Linked DNA regions of Oryctolagus cuniculus: region 1 is linked to region 2. The links are chromatin contacts, called in public Hi-C maps. All regions are on one chromosome and are shown on one strand. Each heading gives the region's core, a stretch centred on a gene start, on an enhancer-like site or on the middle of the called end of the contact. The rest is flanking DNA. Distances are from core to core; before and after follow the strand shown. Region 1 overlaps LDAH (lipid droplet associated hydrolase). Region 2 holds the start of TDRD15 (tudor domain containing 15).

Region 1 (3,085 bases), core at 495-2,994, 150 kb before region 2:
ATTTATTTGAAAGGCAGAATGACAGAAAGGGGGAGATGGGGAGTGCTAGTTTATCTGCTGGTTCACTTTTCAAATGCCTGCAATATCCAGGGCTGGACAGGCTGAAGCCAAGAGCCCAGAACTTCATCTGTATCTCCTATGCAGGCAGCAGGGGCCAAAGTACATAGGCCATCATTTGCTGCCCTCCTGGGTGCATCAACAGGAAACTGGATGAGAAGCAGGGCAGCTAGAACTCAAACTGGCACTCCATTATGGGATGTAGACACCCCAAGTGGCAGCTTAACCTGATGCATCACAACAGCCCCTAAAATAACTTCTAATTACTAGTCTCCAAATAGGTTGTTAAAATCACGGTCATCAAATTATGCTTTCCACCTGACAAAACCCAATGACTGCCAAGGATTTCAGCAGGAGAAATATGGGATACAGGAGACAGATTTAGCAAGAAGAACAAACTGTTGACAAACTTAGCAAAAACAAAAGCAAAAGGCACGAAAGTTTGGGGGGGTATTAATTTAGAAATAGCCCTGAGTTCTGTATTTACTTGTGGTTATAGGATAAGACAGAGCAATTGGTTGGAAAGGAAGGGTGTTACTGATCAAGGAGGACAGGGAGCATCACACCCAGGAGTCTGGACTCTGTTTGGACCAGTGGGAAGACATCTAAGGCCTGCAGGGAGTGAGCAGAACGATCTGGCACATGACAGACATGCAGACACTTCCAGTCCTTCTGTCTGCCCTGGGAGGCTACAGGTTGCTGGATTCTTAACTTCTCTTGCTCTGCCTTCTGGTCTGCTTCTGATCTAGAGATGTACTGCTTTCATATCTAGTGACTGTGAGCTCTGAGACTTGATTGACTAATTGTTCCTGCCTTGGACTAGTCTGGTAACTCCATGTTACCTCCACGCTCCTCTGCCATTTCTAGTCCTGGCAGAGAGAAAGTTCTACTGGTTTTTCTCTTTCTGCCAAGGGGACAGCAGTGGGAGTTGCGTATTGTTCCTTTAGGTAAACATGACTCAAATTCATTGTTAACTGCCAAGACTGTGTAAATTTTTTAGGTCATGTTACCTCCTGAAAGTAAACCAGTATGATTTCTAGCTTCTATTTTATACCTCTTACACAAATGAGTCGAAATGGTTGACAATGCATTTGCCATCAAGTAAGCTGGTTCTGGTAAATCAAAGCCAGAAAACAGTTTATACTTCTAATTCCTCAAAATTTCTTGTCCCAGTTTTACTCTCAAATCATCCCCTTCTGACACTGGTGAACATCTGTTCTCCTAATTGCATTCAATTTGATAATGTGGTACAACTAGAATATTATTTCCAACTGCTCATTATTTTAACATGTGCTAATTATGAAGCAAAATACACTCTCAACATCTGATGTCTTGTTATAATTTATGCTCTCTCAATTATTATGTAATTTTCGTGCCATATTTTGCATGTCAGAAAACCTGCACCTTAGGATAGTAATCTTGAATGGAGAATATTATATCTAGCCTACCTATCCAATGCAGTCTATTATAGTAAACACTTGCAAACATAACTTCCACCTCATGAAACATAAAAGCAGAATTGCTTTTCCTGAATGGGTGTTTGACAAGGCCCAGAGCCTTCACAGAACACAGCTGAAAAGGCACTGTTATATAAGGTGCAGACTGGCATTTCAGTTTCATTGTATGCCCTGTGTAGCACCACACATACTCAAGTCAGTCATCTGTAACTCCCGGCAAAGATGAGTCACCCTTTCACCTGCTCTAGGAAACCAAGGCTTCTTCTGGTTCTGTAGTGGCCCTGTGGGCTAATTCCTCTAGATGGCACTGTTCTCATTAGGTAGCAAAGAATGCAGGCTCTAATTACTAAGTTACTAACTCAACATTACACTTGCAGCACAAAGAGCAATAAGCATACTCCAAACAAGTTATGAGTAATAAGACATCCATTTAAAACAAGAACTAGAAACATTCCCTAGAAATTCAGACACACAACAGATACTTTCTGCTGGTTCTCAGTGCTTAATGGGGGCAGACCTTGGGCAGTGGTTCTGAAAATGTGGCCTAGGACCAGGAGCATAAACATTACCTGGGAGTTTAATAGAAATACAAATTCTCAGGTCCCACCCAAGATCCACTGAACCAACAGCCCAGGGGGCAACCATGTGGGTTTTGATAAATCTTCCAGGTGATTCGGATGCCGAAGTTTGAGAATCCCCGATCTGGAGTTATCCTTCAAGGCTAGTTCAGCTTTCAAAATCATGATTCACATCCTGTTCAAATGTTTGCCTCTGTCTTTAGCATGATTTCATATAGCTTACTGTGATAGCTCAATGTTTCTGTAATATAGTAATTCTTGTAGTTTCTCTCTACCATGGTTGGCCATTCTCACCAAGTTGAGAACATAGGAATAAGAATAACCATTAAGAAGTTTGAACACAACAAAAGAATAGGAATTTTCCCTCACTGTGTACTTGCGGTATTTCCACTACAGGTTGAATATCCCCTATCTGAAGTGTTTAGAACTGCTTCAGATTTCAGAGTTTTTTAGATTTTGGAATATCTGCTTACCTGTTGAGTATCTGAAGTCCAAAAATCCAAAAACCTGAAATGCTCCAAAATCCAAGGCTTTTAGAGCATTATTTTCGTACTCAAAAGGTCATGGATTTTGAAGTATTTGGGATTTGGACTAATATATTAGGGAAGCTCACTCTGTACTTCCTAGCTCCCTCTGTCTTTGGTTTCTCTCTTCTTTTGCTAGAGTTCATATTAAAGACCAGGTGGCTGGCAGCTTTTGTTAGTTCAGCTTGTTAAAGAAGGAAGCCTCTTTTCTAGCAAGATTTCTTTTATCACCTCTGTTTTTCAAACACAACATAAGGTAGCAAAAACAAATTCTCAACATACATACAAATTTCCCAACAAATGAAACACAATGGTATTAAACCCCTAATTTTGGGTACATACTTAGAAGCAAGTATTTTCTGTATACTTTATTCACTCTCAGTCACATTTCAAAAATGATGCCTGCTGAAATACATGTTTTTTTAACCAAGGCAATGCAATTTGTATATTCAATTTTCTTTCACTACTG
Region 2 (3,167 bases), core at 550-3,049:
ACATGGGGGACAGCTGTGAGCATGGGGTCCTCCTCCCACAGAGCAAAGATTGCAACATCAACCCCTAGAGAGAAAGAAATTTCAGGCTGAAACATTTGAGAAAATTCCCCGAGGGATGCAACTAGAGGCCCACACCCTTTCTGTATAGGAGAAGCAACTGTGGTTGTGGAGCCAGACAGACCTTAGGTTTGGTCCTTGCGTTTTTGTGGTTGGCTGTGTTACCTTAGGCAAGGGAGCTCCGTTTCCTCCTCTGTAAATGGAGCTAATGATGTAGTTTCTGTAGGTGGGCTGTGAGGAGCAAACAGGATAATGCATGAAACTTCTTAGTACATGATCTGTCTGCATGTCCTTGTCTTTCAGTATCAGTTTAAACGTCACTGGGGCTGTTGGGATCACCCATCAGCAGGTGCTATGTCAATTCTATGCCTATCTGCACAGGAGGGTCTTTTCTTATTTCTTCATTTATGAGTGTGATCTGCTTCCAGCCCCTGGCCTGGTGCTCACACAGTGTCCCAGTGCCTGAACGTGGTCATGGAGCGAGCACTGAGTGACCGTACATCAGAGTGGATGCGGAAGTGACGGCTATTTTTTTTTTTATTGTAACTTTTTCACTCATTTACCCCTCCTTGATTTTCCCAGATTTCCATCCACTTTAAAACAGTTAGAAGACGCTGGGCTTCTTTGCTGCAAGGGAGATTTGTGGCGAGGCTAAAAGCACAGGTTGCCTCTGACACACATTTCCTCCTGCACGTTAGGTCCATGTTAGAAGCCATTGAGATCATGCTAGATAATGTTTGAAGACAGAGAAACAGAGGGCAGGAGAGAGGGGAGAGAGACACGGATACATAGGTGATAGACAGATAATATTGATCGATTGATTCTAGAGTATCATGAGTAAAAAGGGCCCCATCAGCTGCTCCCCCAGAGTCTAAAGAGTGATGTCCAGGGAGGGTGTGGGGCAGGAGGGTTCTGTGAACAGCAGTAGTCTTCACACACTTCCTGGGTACCTCCTCCCAAGTCAGCATTTAGTGGAGGTGGCACTAGGGCCCGGGTCCCCGGGGATGGGAATGCCATCAGAGCAGCAGAGTGGACAGGAATAATAGGTGTCCTGGCACAGCCAGCAAGGGCTAGTGACCAAGGGCCACGGGTCCTCCCTGGTGCCCTGATGTTACTTACAAGTCTGGAGAGGGCACAGATCTCAGAAGGACTGAAGTTAAATGGGACGAGGGCTCAGTCAGACCTCAGCTGTTCACCCCTCGTCACATTATTCATTCCCTGAGTCCTTGGATAGGACTGACAGTGCATTCTGGGTTTGCCTTTGGAGAAAGGCCTGGGGTGTGTGTGTGGAGGGCGTGGGCAGTGTCTTTGCACGTCCTGGATCCTAAAGAAGGGCGATGTCCCTGCCTTTGTGTCACTCCTGGTCTCTGCCTGGCTTTTCTCAGCCCAGGGCGGCTCACCTGTGGAGACTGGAGAGTTTCTGTATTAGGTGTGCGTTTTTCCATATGCAATAAAAGTCATAATTCGTTATTTCTCTATACCGTGACTGGTTCTAAGAGAGGGTCCCCTTGCACTGTAGCTGAGTTCAGTGCCCTTGCCGCCTCTCTACGTCCTCCCAGAACCTCGGTGAAGCGAACTTGGTGCCCCTGGATCTTCTCAAGACACCCCTGAAACTCAAAAGCCCCCTCTTTGCTTTGCCTTGCATTCCTAGAAAACTTCCCCACTTATTCTGCAATAGGTTTCAGCCGTAAAAGGCTTTACCAAATCACTATTTCTTTACCAATTTTTATAGCCTTCACCACCTACCAGGTAAACACCGCTTTCCGACTGCAGACGGAGCAGCTGAGTTGCGCATGCGTAAAAAGGGGGACACGCTGAACTCGCGCGGACTCGCGGAACCAACGTTGCGCACCTACCAAAGATTGGAGGATGAGCGGAGGCAGACGAGCCGCACAGCTTTAGGAAGCAGGAGGCACGGAGATTACGTCGTCCGCTGACTGAGCTTCCTGGGCCCTGCCGTGGCTCCACCCTTCAGAAATTCCCTTCTGCCTGTGGCCACGTACCCGTTTTCCCTAGGTCCCCAGGATGGGGGCCGGAGCGGGAGTCGGATTGGGGTTTTTCTCGCCGCCATGCTGGCTGGCCACATATCGAAAGCCTTTCTTAAGAGACCAGTGCCACAGATTGGGTTCTGCAAGCATCGAGCATTGAATGTGCCTCGTTGGATGACAAGAACTTCACGATGCAGGCGACTGTGTGGGACAGCCCAGGCCCTTAGACGTGAACGGTGTTGGGCTGTGGCTCCTGACTGGGCCGTGTTGCACCCCGGCTCTGCCAGGCTGCCCCTGGGAGCTGGCGGGTAGGCTCCGGGCCCACAGCTCCATGGGCGCCCACAACAGGCCCTGCTGCTTCCTGGGTCTTATGTAGGGGTGGGGATGGTGGTTGTGCAGGTCAGAGAGAGACCCCTCCCCTCCCCCAACCTCAAGGTTGCGCTCCAACTGGGCAGGCACTTCCCTTGTCTTTCAAAGAACCAACTTCTAAAGCCTGCCCCAAATGATTCTCCCTGTGGAACTGACTTTACAAGGGAGGGTCACCTTCGTTTCGCCTGCTGATGTTTCCTCTCACTGCTGAAGCAAAGATTCGAGAGGACTTGCCCCCGAGGAAGTGGCCAACATGTGTCTCAGCTTCCCATCACTGCTGTGCTAAATCACCACGACTAGGTGGCTTAGAGCAACACAGATTTATTATCTTACAGTTCTGAGGAAGATTGACATGGGCTTCACTGGGCTCAAAGGAAGGTGTTGGCTGTGTCCCTTTCTGGAAGCTCCAGGGATGAATCCATTCCCTGGCTCTTCCCACTTTCTCCAGACTGCTCTCATTCCTTGGCTCCTGGCCCCGTCCTCCGATTTCAAAGCTAGAAGCAGTACAGCACCTCTCCAACCTGCTAACCAGGAAGTGACGTTTTGTTAGAATAGCAGCCAGGTAAGCCAACAAATGCAATCTTAGGTGGCAAGTGAAGGGTGGGCTCAGGGAGGGAGCATGGTTGAAAAAGAATTCAGTGCCCTGGGAGAGGCAGGAACGGCTTCGCCCAGGGATGTTACTCAAGCCAATACTTGTCTTAACTCCTCTGGTAGACTGGAAGAACTAGAAGGCAGGGTCTGGGCATCTCATCT

What was found. Hi-C and Micro-C count contacts between places; a contact is called where the count stands out from the background.
Region 1: a contact with region 2 is called in a Hi-C map of an unstated tissue, with 7 times the contacts expected there. The contact joins the enhancer-like site here to the promoter of TDRD15 in region 2. A contact is called at or near these places in 2 of 6 Hi-C or Micro-C datasets (ear pinna and an unstated tissue).

Annotation. Positions count from the first base shown.
Region 1 is chr2:181,820,545-181,823,629 of mOryCun1.1, reverse strand. The region is part of intron 3 of LDAH (lipid droplet associated hydrolase); the gene reads right to left. Among named protein-coding and RNA genes, the nearest start is that of LDAH, 25 kb to the right of the region's middle. Within about 2 kb of position 1,744, at least 1 of the 8 cell types and tissues checked has an H3K27ac peak or open chromatin away from gene starts, as enhancers often do.
Region 2 is chr2:181,671,087-181,674,253 of mOryCun1.1, reverse strand. It overlaps TDRD15 (tudor domain containing 15), which reads left to right and starts at 1,799. Exons shown (of 10, transcript XM_070069382.1): 1 at 1,799-2,976.